Linked DNA regions of Dromaius novaehollandiae: region 2 is linked to region 1. Evidence: chromatin contacts called from public Hi-C data. All regions are on one chromosome and are shown on one strand. Each heading gives the region's core, a stretch centred on a gene start, on an enhancer-like site or on the middle of the called end of the contact. The rest is flanking DNA. Distances are from core to core; before and after follow the strand shown. Region 1 overlaps GLP2R (glucagon like peptide 2 receptor). Region 2 holds the start of LOC112985325.

Evidence for each region. A called contact is a pair of places that touch in the nucleus more often than the background predicts.
Region 2: a Hi-C map of liver shows a contact between it and region 1, with 6 times the contacts expected there. The contact joins the promoter of LOC112985325 here to the enhancer-like site in region 1. A contact is called at or near these places in 2 of 4 Hi-C or Micro-C datasets (brain and liver).

What each region holds. Positions count from the first base shown.
Region 1 is chr18:6,969,060-6,975,544 of bDroNov1.hap1, reverse strand. GLP2R (glucagon like peptide 2 receptor) reads left to right here. Exons shown (of 13, transcript XM_026113211.2): 12 at 1,555-1,596; 13 at 5,186-5,776. The coding sequence ends at 5,521. Among named protein-coding and RNA genes, the nearest start is that of GLP2R, 41 kb to the left of the region's middle. Within about 2 kb of position 4,619, at least 2 of the 2 cell types and tissues checked have open chromatin away from gene starts, as enhancers often do.
Region 2 is chr18:7,095,767-7,102,144 of bDroNov1.hap1, reverse strand. It overlaps LOC112985325, which reads right to left and starts at 2,813. Exons shown (of 7, transcript XM_026103869.2): 1 at 2,609-2,813.

The sequences.
Region 1 (6,485 bases), core at 3,370-5,869:
ATCTTTTTTTCAGTTGTGATTGCTTTTAGTTAAGAGTCTATAATTACACCTTTATGAAATGTTAACTTGAAGGTCTGCTTTGAAATGTCACCTGGCAACTTTGGTGTTTATCATTGCTGAAGCTCAGTACAGGCTCCTTCTTTGTCAATTGCTTGACATTTTTTCTAACTGTTGTGACAGAAGCATACATTAAATACCATAAATTAGCAGTTTCAAACATCACACAGAATAAATTTCCCTATGGATTTACCTATCATTTTCTTGAATTGAAGATATCCCTTGTATTCTCCTGGCACCTACCTTTAAAAAAAAAAAAAATACTCGCGTACAGGCTGTATTTAAACCATTGAACTTGTATTTATCCATTAGAGACTCTCTCCATAGTTTTGGTGTCTCCTATAACTACTACTCCAGAATTTATACCCATGTCAATATATCATTATAAACTCTAATGCCCACAATAATTAGTAATATTTCTTACATCTTTCTGTGAAACAATTCAGAAGAATAAATTAATGGGTACATCAGTGGTAAATGTAGAGGTAGAATTCCAGGTTCTAAATGCTACAGGTTAACACTAGATAAAATAGAGAAATACTGAAGCTGCTGCCTACCTGAATTCCTTTTTAATCCTTTGTCTAAGAAAAACAGAAAGAGTTCCAGAAAAGTGTGAGTGTGAAAACAGTTCAATGATGTCAACATTATTTCATCTGATTATGACACCTTTTCCCTGTGATATGAACATTGCCTTGAGATTGATATTCTACAGTATTTAGTCTCTTCATCAGACCCTGTGTCTTAGATGTGTTTAGACATCTCCAAGGAAACGCATTTCCTGAAGCAACTGCAATAAATTTGTGAATCTGTGGCAGACTGTTAGGTTGAGATGTACATATTTAAGCTGTTTTGGTTTGAGATCAAACACAGAAAGGAGAAAAATGGGAAGGGTAATGTTTGTGTTGGCTTAAAACGTTTTATTCCTAGGTTTTCAAACCCTTTTTGTTTTTACCCTGTGTTTGTTTAAATCAATTTAAAAGGAGAAATGACATTTCAAAAAAGTCAGAACACCTTTTATAGAGGCTCAAAAATAAATCAACTTTTTTTAAAATTACTAAAATGACATTCCTTTGGGTAGTTGCATCCTCAAATTCAAACAAAAGCATGACTAATATCATAACCCAAGCTGCATTTTTGGATGTTTTACCAGATCTAGAAATAGCAACATTTGCTGTGCAACAGAGGTTGTTCGAAAAAATGTTTATGTAGTAGCAAAATAAAGATTAAGTGGGTTGGATAGTCTCCATTCTTCAGCATCTGCACCAAAATACCTGCAAATGTGCCCCACATTTGCTAAGGCAACATACAAAAACAAGCTGATCGGTACTTCAGCAACTGGTGAAGACAGCGAATTAGTTTCCTCTTTGAAAATTAAGGAAGCAATGCTTTTCTTATATTTATGGTTTTAATATTAATGTGATCTTTAAATTAAGACTTCAGAAATAGGTATTTCCTGTACGAGCTAACATTCTTCCTTGTCTTCTCTTTCTCTTACAGGGTTTCTTCGTAGCAATTTTATATTGCTTTGCTAATGGAGAGGTAAGAGACTCAATGAGAAAAGTTTTTATTTGATTAGTGAAATATATTAGTGACACCAAACATGATGAAAATGCCAGCTAGAACTGGTCATTTGAGAGCATACCTGCATTCTTTTAAACTTATGTAATTGTTTTGTACGAAGAGCGCAGCAAGATCCATCTCCTACAGGTCAGGATATCCTGGGGTGTATAATACCCATATAGGCTTATGCTCAGCCACCTAAATACAACTTTTTTATCAGATGGAATCCCAGACTTCATGTCTGGCCTGTTGTCTGTACTCCCCTTATACTCAGTGGGAAGAAAAGGGCACTTCCAGAGGGTGGCACATCAATCTAGATCTACCTACTGCTTCTATGGGTAGGATTGTGGTTTTAATTACTTTGGTGTAACTTCCTCAGAGTAATTGTTTTGCCTTCAGCAATAGCAGGTCTGCAATACTCTTCTAGACTGACATCTGAAGGCTAGAAGAGATAACCCAAAGCATCTCAGACAGCACTATGTGCCTGTGTGTATGTACCTGAATCACATTCGCCATAAATGCCTGTAATACAGTGTGTGTGCATCTAAGCTAGCCGCTTGAGGTCCTGTTCAGTTAATAGTGGAGCCCAGAGTGATTTTAAGAAATGATTCATCTTATTCTGGTACCAGCCACCATCAAACTTTGATATTGACTTCCTTTTTGAAGTAGCCTGAAATTTCTGGATAATAATAATATGTGTAAAAACAAGGTGCCATCATTCTTTTCCAGTCTAATCATACATGCATAGAGCTGCCCAGGAAACAGCAATACAGTGCTTCCTCTCTGATTGTTTTTATTTTATTTTAAACAAAAGAGGATTGTGGCGTAAAGTCAGTTTTGATGGGTCTCCAAACAGAAAGATGTTCTTGCAGAGAAAGAAGGATGGGTTTTTAGTTTCAGTTTTTTACAGTTTTTCCCTCTAAAGGTTTCCTTCTTTTCCCAAATAAAAAACTACTTATTGACAAAGCTTATTAAACTTAATCTAAGATTTGAAGAAGACAAGTTAGAACATTTGGAAATGGTGAAAAAGCAGATATTCTAATGTTGGGATTAATCACAGCTCCCTGCTTTCAGTTGAACTTCAAGTTTTAAAATGAAACCGAATATCTATTGAAACAACTGAACATCTATGAGACAACTGCCTAAATTCAACATGCACCTCTCCATGTGAACCGGGTATGTCAGTGCCCATTAAGGCTAATGGAAATGTAATTAATGTAGTCAGTGGAAAGGAAAGGACAATGCAGTAGACTCAACATAGCTGTCCGTCTTAAGGTTATTTAGATTAGTCTCTCATCTCCAGGGACAGTTCAGAAACAAAAATCTGGTGCAACTCTAAAAAATTAGCATTTAAGGACACAAAAGGAAGAATTATGAATCTTTCTTGGGTAGATTAATACAGCTGATCACCTTTCATCCATTTCAAGACAGGTACCAATACCTGACATCACCTGTTGGAAGCTAATTTAACTCTTTTAACACTGTTCTTCAGGCAAGCCTGTGACTGCAGTGTAGACATCCTCTATGTGCAGATAGAGGAGACAATGGGATCAGAAAGCATACATGACAGAGAACAATAAAGAAATAAAATACAAGAAATATTAAATCAAAGGTAACATTGATGATTTTCTTCCATTCATCTGGAAAAATTGGAAAAGGGGTCAATGAAAGGTGATTTTCTACCTTCATATTTGGAAGATAGAAATCCTAGCCAGGTACTGAGTATTTCAGTGTCATACTTCACACAGTGAAGGTATTCATTAAATGTTTATTAAATTGTCTGGAAAATGTTTATAAATAAGACTTATTTTTATTTGAATTGTTCTTAGAAACAGTTATGGGATTCTTCTCTGTGCTTACAAAAACTGAGAATGCAGCCTGACCTAAAAAAAAAATCAAAGTTTAACAATCAAGTTCTTAAAACATGAGCTTGTGCAATTTCAGGCTTTACAAAAATGTTGGAAATAGGTTTTTGAACAAGCGCAAAACAACCAATTTTTGACTGATCCCATTTTCAGAAACTGCTAAAGTTTTGGCTCAAAGTCTTTAAAAAAGGAAAGGTATTCCTTGAGACAGAGCCAGGTGCATGGAAAGTTTCACTGCAAACACTTGAATATAGCAATGTTAACAGCAGCTGAGAATAGCCATTTGAAACTGAAAAGATATTTCTGAAATATGGGAAATTAAACATAATATTTGTATCACAGACTAGAGAAGTGCAAAATCACCCTTGGAAACCAGAAACTACCAGGGCAAACTCTGCTAAGACCCTTGCATACATTTATATTTATAGTTAGTCATAGACAGATAGCTACATAGACAGACAGATAAATAGATAGTACGTATTTATATTTATAATTACATTATGAAATTCTTTTCCCAATAGCTTCCCACTTCTCCTCTAAGAACTTGAGTGAAAAAACATAATAATAATATTTTTTTAATGCATGTTCTATGTAAATCCACTAGTTTTCCAATAAACAGAGCTTCTGTTACATACAGAAGCCTCCCTGTTCCCTGCAGCAAGGTTTAGCCCCTGTCTGTGCACATTCACAGTGCAGATCTTCACTACTTGCAATAAGCAGACACTTACTGTATATCAGTAATATTCAACATCCTGGCACAGCCAGCTGACAAAATACATAATACACATGTACAGAAATACTTCACTAACAAATACATGAATTTGGACCCCTTCTTCTTAAAGGCACCAGGGAAACAAATGAGACGGGCGCTGTATTAGAGGCAGGGCATTAACTCCTAATATTTAACAAAGAAACCTAAGGCAATTACTTAACGACTTAAATGAAACAAGAGAACTGGCAGCTGCCTGCAGTACTGGAGTAATTCTCTAACATTTATGAACAACAGAGATTTACTAATATCTCTCATCAGCAGTTAAAAGTTGCTCTTTTGGCCTTCTAGCTCCTTGTTCCACTGAGCTTTCTCAGGCCAAGGGGAATATTGCTCCTGTTCAAAGCAAGGGCAAGTCCTGTTCCTTTGTGCTGGCTCCAGAGCCTGCCCTCCGTCTGCAGTGCTGACCCTGGGGCCACGCACGTAGCAGGCTACTCAGTGCTGCAGATTACAGGCAGGCTGCCAAATAAAAAGCTTTAACAAAACAAACCAGATATCCAAGCATAACACTCAGGCAAAGCAGAACGGCCCTCGCTTCCCCAGCCCGTCGGCTTTCCTCCTCCTCACTTCATCAGGCTATAAACATTGAAGTTCATGAAGAACTTGAGCTCTTCCAAAACCTCAACATTATGATCGCAGTATATAAAATTACAGACAGTAAGGGGCTACAAATGGCTTTACTACCTTATAGTGAAAAGGGGGGGGGGGGGGGGGGCTATGGGACCAGCTTCCAAGGGCTGACTTGGGGCAAACAAGCCTTCTGTTTCTATCCTACAAGGAACTCAGCAGTTGTGACATGCACCACAAGGGTCGGGAAGCTCAGCACCTCCACAATCCTACTCATTTTGTAACTAGCATTTGGATAAACAGACTGCAGGGTGGTCAGCTGAGCTGGCTGAATGACCGTGGACCAACTATTTCTTTGTTCTCACAGGTGAAAGCAGAACTCCAAAAGCAATGGTCCCGTTTCCTGCTGGCAGATCCCTTTGGCTGTAAGCTCTGCTTCCTTGGAGAAAACATCAAATACCTTAGGAAATGTCCACAGAAACAGAAAACACAGCACCTTGGCAGCAACATCTTGTGCCAGAAAGTAATTGAGCCCTGGAATGGGCACCTCCAGCAGGCATTGGTGAAGAACAGGAGAGAGAACTGCCCAGGGTTAGGCTGTGCTCTGCCATCTTGTCCACGAGCAAGCATATCAGACAGCAGTGAAGAAGTCACTACTGGAGAGACAACGGAGGAAGTCTTTGAAGAAAGTGAATGTTCTTAACCTGTGATGGCCAGGAGGAGAGAGGTTTGCTGGGTTGAAGAATCCTTTGAGTTGACCAGTCTAGAAGATAACTGATGCTGAAGGGGACGTATGCAGTGAGGCAGGATGTAATGTGGACATGAATAGGACTCTGGATACACACATTTTTGTCCCAGTAGCTTCATCCACACAGGTCCACCATTCTATTCATATAATAAAGTTGTGTGTTTGTTTATTTTGCAGCTTGATTTCACAAATAAAGATATGAGACTAGAAGACTCATTTCGTATAGAATTTTCTCAGTGTTAAGAATTTAATACAGGATGGATATTTAAATAAAATATTACTAAAATTTGAATAATTGATTAATTTAAAAATATATCTGAAGTTTTTAAAGAGAACTTTCTTTTATGAGAATGCATGCTTTGCTTACATACCATTTTACTCTATCACTCCATTTACTTCTTCATAACCCTTTAGCAACACTAGATACTATCTGCTGACAGTGTCTTATCCAATTTAAAAAAGACTGAGTTCCTCTAGAAGGCTTTAAGTGCATTTTATTTGACTGCTAGAAATGTGAAAATTTTAAGAATTTTATTATTTCTCAGTAAAATAGTTTACTTTTTAATTGCATGTTAAAATATTTCTAGTGGTAAAGGAAATAGTTTTCAGTTCTGTGAGCAGCAGTCCCTGCTGAGCTGTGTTTTCTCCTCTCTATTATGTGTATAACCTTTTGACCTCTTTCAGTTTATAAAAATCAATTTTTTCCTATAAGCAGACCCAGGAGGCCTGGTGAGAACAATCATTACATGGATCCATTCAGAAGGCATGTTTGTAAGTAGACAGATCATCAACTTTCATCATCAAAATATAGCATTATTTATTGTGTCACTAAAGCACAGAAGTTGTTAAATATGGATGACCACACACACAATGTATCTTTACAACAGTATTACAAACTCTTCATATCTAAATAAAATAT
Region 2 (6,378 bases), core at 1,564-4,063, 130 kb before region 1:
GATGCGAGTTTCAGAGAAGGATATAGCAAGTTGGTAACTTTGGGCAGTACAAGCCTGGCAATTCACAGCCTCACTATTCGAACAAGATCGCTTGCCAAGCAGGAGCCAAACAAATGAAAAATGATTTGAAGCCATTTGACTTTTTCTTCCTGCTCTAAAAATAGAGATCCACCTATAACAGCCATTACTGCCTTTTTATTAGTAGCAGTATTCATATAGCAAGATTACCCATTTTCCAGACAAATGTGTGTGACAGGAGTAGGAGAAGAGGACTTATGGATAAAGAAAGCTGAAGGGAGGGAGCAAGGACTCGACACGATATCTGACCATCCCTTGGCACAGCAGTGAGGTCTAAATCAACTATTATCCCTTTGAGACAAATGTTGCAATTAGGGTGCACATGCCAAAAATTTAGCTCAGTGCTACCTGCAGTCACAAGATGAAATCAAACATCAGGAATTACTAGGAAGGAAATAGAGAACAAAATAATGTTATACTGCTGTGCAAATCTACAGCGTACCCACATCTACATGCAGATCATATCTCATTTCAAACAGAATACTTGGAAAGATGGGGAGAGGAACAAAGATGAAATGAGCTGCAGGAGGAAGGGCTTGGAAAAGCAGACATCTTCAAGATCTCCATGAAATGCTGAATGGTGCTGAGGAACCAGCCAGGGAGTGTCACCTCACCTGTCCCTGCAGTGCAGGAAAGTGGGGTTCACAAAGCCATCCTTGTGCTGCATGCTGAAAGCAATTGAAAAAAGAGCCCTTCACTACAGCAGTGATGACCCATAAACCATTAATTAATTTGGGATTAGACAGATTCATGCAGCAAAGGCCCCACAGGGGCTCTTAAACTCTATGGGTTTGATGAAAATTCCAGCTCAGAGATGTCTAGACTGCTACCTGCCAAAAAGCTAGGTCCCAGACATGCATCATCTCCAGAGACATTTGCAGATGGTTGCTCATAACCAGGATGTGGGGATTCAGCTAGAGCCAGCAGGGTGGATCGGGGTCTCACCAGACACCAATTCAAGATGCTCTTGGTCTAAGGGGGCTCTCCTGGGCAAGGGACACGGACCTAGAGCTCTCATACTTAAGGGAAAAGGGAACAGCCTGTGATATAAAGCCTAGTGGTTGGCCATTTTTATAACATTATATAAAAGTAAACAAAAATATAACTAGATTTGGCCTTTTAAACTGGTTTCTTTTTTGATTGGAATAGCACAGGGAAAAAATGAGATTCAACAGCTGACCCAGGCAAGTATTAAATCTGAATAGTCCCATGGTTTTGAAGGACAAGGAAGAGGGGCAAATGGGGTTAGCCAAAAGGCATTGTATTTAGATTTTTCATATGTAAAAACAGACAAATAGTTATGTTACTTAATGCCACATAGTTAGAGCATAATTAAAAACAGTTGTGAAATAGGCAAACTATATGCAGGAATCACTTATTTCAATGCTGAATTTCAATGATTTCTAGGTTTGAACCAACTCAGATGCACCATGAAACTGCAGCACAACACAGGCAACATATGTATTCAATCAGGAACTGAGCCAGGATACTAAAGTTCACATTTCCTTTTGTTCCATTCCCCAAAAATCATATGCATATTTCTATTGGACCACATTCAGTTCTCCTTAGAGCCTCTTTGTTGACCTCTGTTCCACTCACATAGCTCAGGTCTTCTGTGGACATTACCCAGGTAAGAGCTGCTCTTCCATGGAAGCATCTTAAAAGGGAAGACCCAGGAAATAATTTCATAACAAAAGGGATCCCTTCTCTGTGCTCAATGTACCCATACACTGCCCAGGAATAAACCACTCAGCTCTTAACATAGGCTTTTTCTCCCCAGTTTGTGAAACCAAATGTGCAAATGAAGTCACTCACCTAGAGATAACAGAAAAACACATTACTTTCCCTCACCATCCTCACAAAGGTAAGTGAGCTCAGGAAAACTTGGAGGCCAAGGACACACAGTGGTGCTCAGCACTGCCTCCAGGTGAACATGAAAGTCTCTCAGCTATAGGGGTGAGAACAGATCTAGAGACCAGCATCACAAAACTAGGTACTCCCAATAATTACTGCAAAGGAGCAACAAACCCCGGCTAAGAGCCCTTGCTCACAACTGCTCTTTACAGCGCAGGAATAGGGAGAGCAGGCAAAACACTAGTATTTTTAATGTTTTTTGTTCTAATGCCAATATTGTTCTTAGACTTGAGCACTTTTTTTTTTTACTCAGTCACAGAGATGACAATTACACCATCTCCCAGGCTTTGCTTTGTCAAATAAAGGGAAGCTGTGTTGAGAGGACCTGGAAAGGGCAGAAATCTTTGGATACCAGTCTCTACGGCCACCTTCCACTGGCATTCAGGTGAGTAAATGGAAAGCAACCTTGCTCAGGTTTGTCTTTCAGCCACCTCAAACACAGGGTGGCTGGAACAGATCCAAGCAGTCTGGCAGCATGGCAGGTTCAGCTGACCCCACTCCTGCAGCCGGGATCCCATGCACATGCCGGGCTTGGCATGGCACTGGGATCAGTCCAGCTCACTGCTTGCCATTTCTCAAGGGGGTTATATGTTAGTACAGTTCTCTGCATGCCTACCTTGTGCTGCTCAGTTGCGGAACTCTTGTTTCCCCCGTCCTGCTGGCATCATTTCCCCAAGCATGACACAGGTGCTGGCAGCTTCAGCATGGCGCAGGACCAGCCAGGTCTAGGCCTGCCACGAACATGAAGTTTTCAGGGCATGAGAGAGAATAAGTGGCTGCAGGGCCTGGTTACTGGAACATTCACATATCGTTATGATGTTTTTATGACTAATTTTATCTTCTCTATAGAGTTGGAAAAAGAAATCACTGCCCCCTCCCCCCCAAAAAAAGAAAATCAAGTAAAGCCAGTTTCCAGGCAAGTAAATTCATCCAGAGTGCATTCCCTCCCCTGCTAGAGAAAGTTGACTGAGTTGTGGCTCTGGTAACAAGATGAAAACCCAACAATAAAGCAACCAGCTGCAATCATGAAGCACTCACTCTCAGCTGAGAAAAAGCTGATGGGAAGCCCTGGAGAGCAGACCGAGTGACTTTATACTTCATCTGTCAATGCGTAACAGAATAGATAATGCAATAACCTCATTGTAAACACAGCTTGTTTTTTCAGTTTATTCTAAAATAAAAGCAGAGAGAAAACAAATATTTTGACATGACAAGGTCCCTGAAGATACATGAGAGAATGCAATTTGTTGAATCTAGGTCACACAACTGCTGTTATTCTGTCATTTTAGTGAGTTGCGCTTGGCTTCTGTGAAAAGCCAGGAACAATGTATTTACTTAGGAATTAAGAGATTAGCCCTTGCTGTGGGAATGAGAAGAGGAACCTACAGATGCAGGCTAGTTAGTGGAGCCAAGGCACCAAAGCTAGGCAGGAAAACCCCCTCTTCTACTGCGGGGCAGGGAACCAGACACCGCCAGAATCAGACTCTGTAGCAGGAAAGCAGAGGGAGCCCCTGTCCTGTGGAGCCTCTGCAGTCCCTGCCTTCTGTGGCCTTGGCACTCCTCCCACTGGGTGGAAGCAGCAGTGGGAGAGGCTCAACCATTCTCAGTGGTTTCCCAAAGTTCAAGCCCATCATTAAGGGAAGGAATTGAGAGAAGAGGTTCGTTGCAGGAAAGAACACGCTCTCAGCCAGGACAGCTAGGTGAGAGGCCCCAAGACCACATGCTGCTCAGAGTGGAGGCAAGTTTCAGACTTGTCCCATCAATGGTTGGGGTATTGTGACATGGCACTAGAGTGGCACCCAGGAGTCTTCTGGATTCTGGGGTTACTTGCACTGAACTCAAGAGATCAGTTGTCAAGCATGAGAATTTATTAGAGATAAGAGGTTATAAGAAAGCTAGAAGTACAGTAAAGCTAGAAATATAACACAACTGAATATATATGTACATGTCAGAGCTCTACAGGTAAGTCACAGGTGCACAATACGACCAACCACCCTTCCAGTATAGTTTTCCCTGGATTCTCAAGCAATGGATGCACAGTACAGCCAGGTCTCCTCCCCAAACTGACATATCCCAGGGCCCAAGAAACAGAGCCAGGGGGCCACTAAGGGGGCCCACATGCTCAGGTAGCATCTACAGTGCAGCTGGAAAACATCGGGAGCTCAACTTCTAGCATGTGTCAGAGCTGCCTATGGGGGGGGGTGCTTTACACCACAAGTCAAACAACAAAAGTGAATGCCCTCTCAAAACTTTTTCAGGGTGATCAAAGCTGTAGCTTTTCACACTCTGTAGAGCAATTATTTCATGCAATAATATCCCTATTCTGCTAAGTAACACAGTGACTTATTAGTGTTTTATCCTCCTAAATTCTTGGCAAAGTTGAGTCTAACACATAGAAACTCACATCAGAGGTCAGAGCCATATGGAGTCACAACTGCCACTTCTGTAGGATACTCAGAGTAACATAATTCTGGATCTATATTTCCTGTAATAAGGACTTTTTCAAGTAAATTGCATATTCCTGTAGTACAAGTCTCAAGCTCTGAATCATTGCCCCATTGCACAAGCACTGGACAAATGTGTAACAAAAAATCTGATAACAAAGAGCTGATAATTAGGTTAACCATTAGCTGGCCCAGCAGCATGGCCCAGCCAGATGCAGAAAGGGAGCAGGAGCCTCATTTAGTATAAACACAACAGTTAGGTGACTAATGGGACACTAAGCTCCAGGGGGGAGACAAAAGAAGTTCAGCAGAGAGGTAGGAGGGAAACAGGGGTTGGAATGACCATTTCTGGATCTACTTACCCAGTTCCTCAAACATGTCCCTGCAGTCACGTGAGTGGGTGTTCACTAGAGAAGGGCCCCACGTTTGTGCTTGCAGCATCATTCTGGTGTTATCTGCTAGTCACTGTTCTCATGTTTGATTTGCTCTCCAGGCTTCTCTAGGTTAGAGGAACATTCAGGCTCTGTTAACTTTAATCTTAAAGTCAATTGCTGACAGAATCCAGGCTATTAATACTGGTCCTTCCTCTCACTGGTGTGATTTCAATGGAGCAAGCCTGGCACACACATCTCTGCAGGCTGTTGCCAGCCATGTCTCAGCTAGCCAGGTGCAGCAAATGGGGAGTGGGAGGGGTGGCCACCCCTGAGCACTCCTGTTCCCCAGAAATGCAAGCCTGCGTGCTCTGCCTCATGCACACATTGCTTCACTCCATCCCACAGCACCACTTTGCAGAGAGCTAGGACATGTACCTTCCCCAGGGGCTAGCAAGAGAATAAACTTAATCAGAACCAGCTGCAGTCTGAATGCATTTGGCACACCACCTGGTCCAAACCCCAGGGGCTGCAACACAGTACAAGGAAGCCACTCTTGTTCTGAGGACTAGTTAGCACCAACAGACATCATCAGCTGGAAGCAAGTATTCCTTCCACAGGGCTCCATCTGACCTTGCAGATTCTTGTGGTTGTCTCCAGGGCTCGCACAGTTGAGTCAGACACACAAAAGTCACAAACATGCTGGACACATGGAACAGTGGTGTCCCCATGAGAGCAGGCAGCTTCTTTACTTCTTGCTGTGTGAGGTCACCAGGCCTGGGAAAGGGGCTCACCCTGACTGAAGTCTTGAGTCCTGACAGCTGGGCCTCCCCTGAGGAGCAAGGGCCATCCAGAAGAAGCCATGGGATCAGGGCAAAGATCTGGGCAGAAACAGCTGAGAAGGCAGAAGGGGGAAAGTTTCTGAAGCACTGAGGTGCTGCCCTGTGCCTGCCACCTCTCAGGCAGGGCCAGGTGCTGCCAGGGGCTCAGGCCACTGCTCAGTGCAAGACTCTCACCCACTGCTTACAGCTTTGCCAGGCGTCAAAGCATCTGGGTGAAGTGTTTTATCATCTGTGTCCCTCTGCTAGGCTGTGTAGTTTGGCTCTTTCCAGGAATCACACTCATGGAAAAAATATTTTGCTCAATGAAACCTGCCCAGAAGTTTTCTCCACTTAATTAAATTACTGGTGCTGAGAGCTGATTTATTGGGGGTACCTAAAGGTTGGTCATGCGCTGAAGAAAAGCGGGGGGGGGGGGGGGGGGGGATAAAAAAAAAAAACCTTTAAGAAAAGGAGCAAAGAGTCCAAATCAAGGAACCATGCAGCAGGATCTGGCCAGGAAGTAGGTGGGTGAAATGCATGAGCCCAGCGGCACTGTGGACAAGCTGAGAATACGTGAACTGGGACATGGAGAGCAGGGCGCATGAGAGGACTGGGGCAGGAAAGGAGGAAGAAGAGAGGGAAGGAAGGGGATGCTCACCAGGGCACATGAAAACACTTCCCTGAGCCTGCAGTCCTCCAGGACCCTTGTGTCCTGCCTCTGCAGAGCAGGGCAGCGTGCCAGGTTGACTG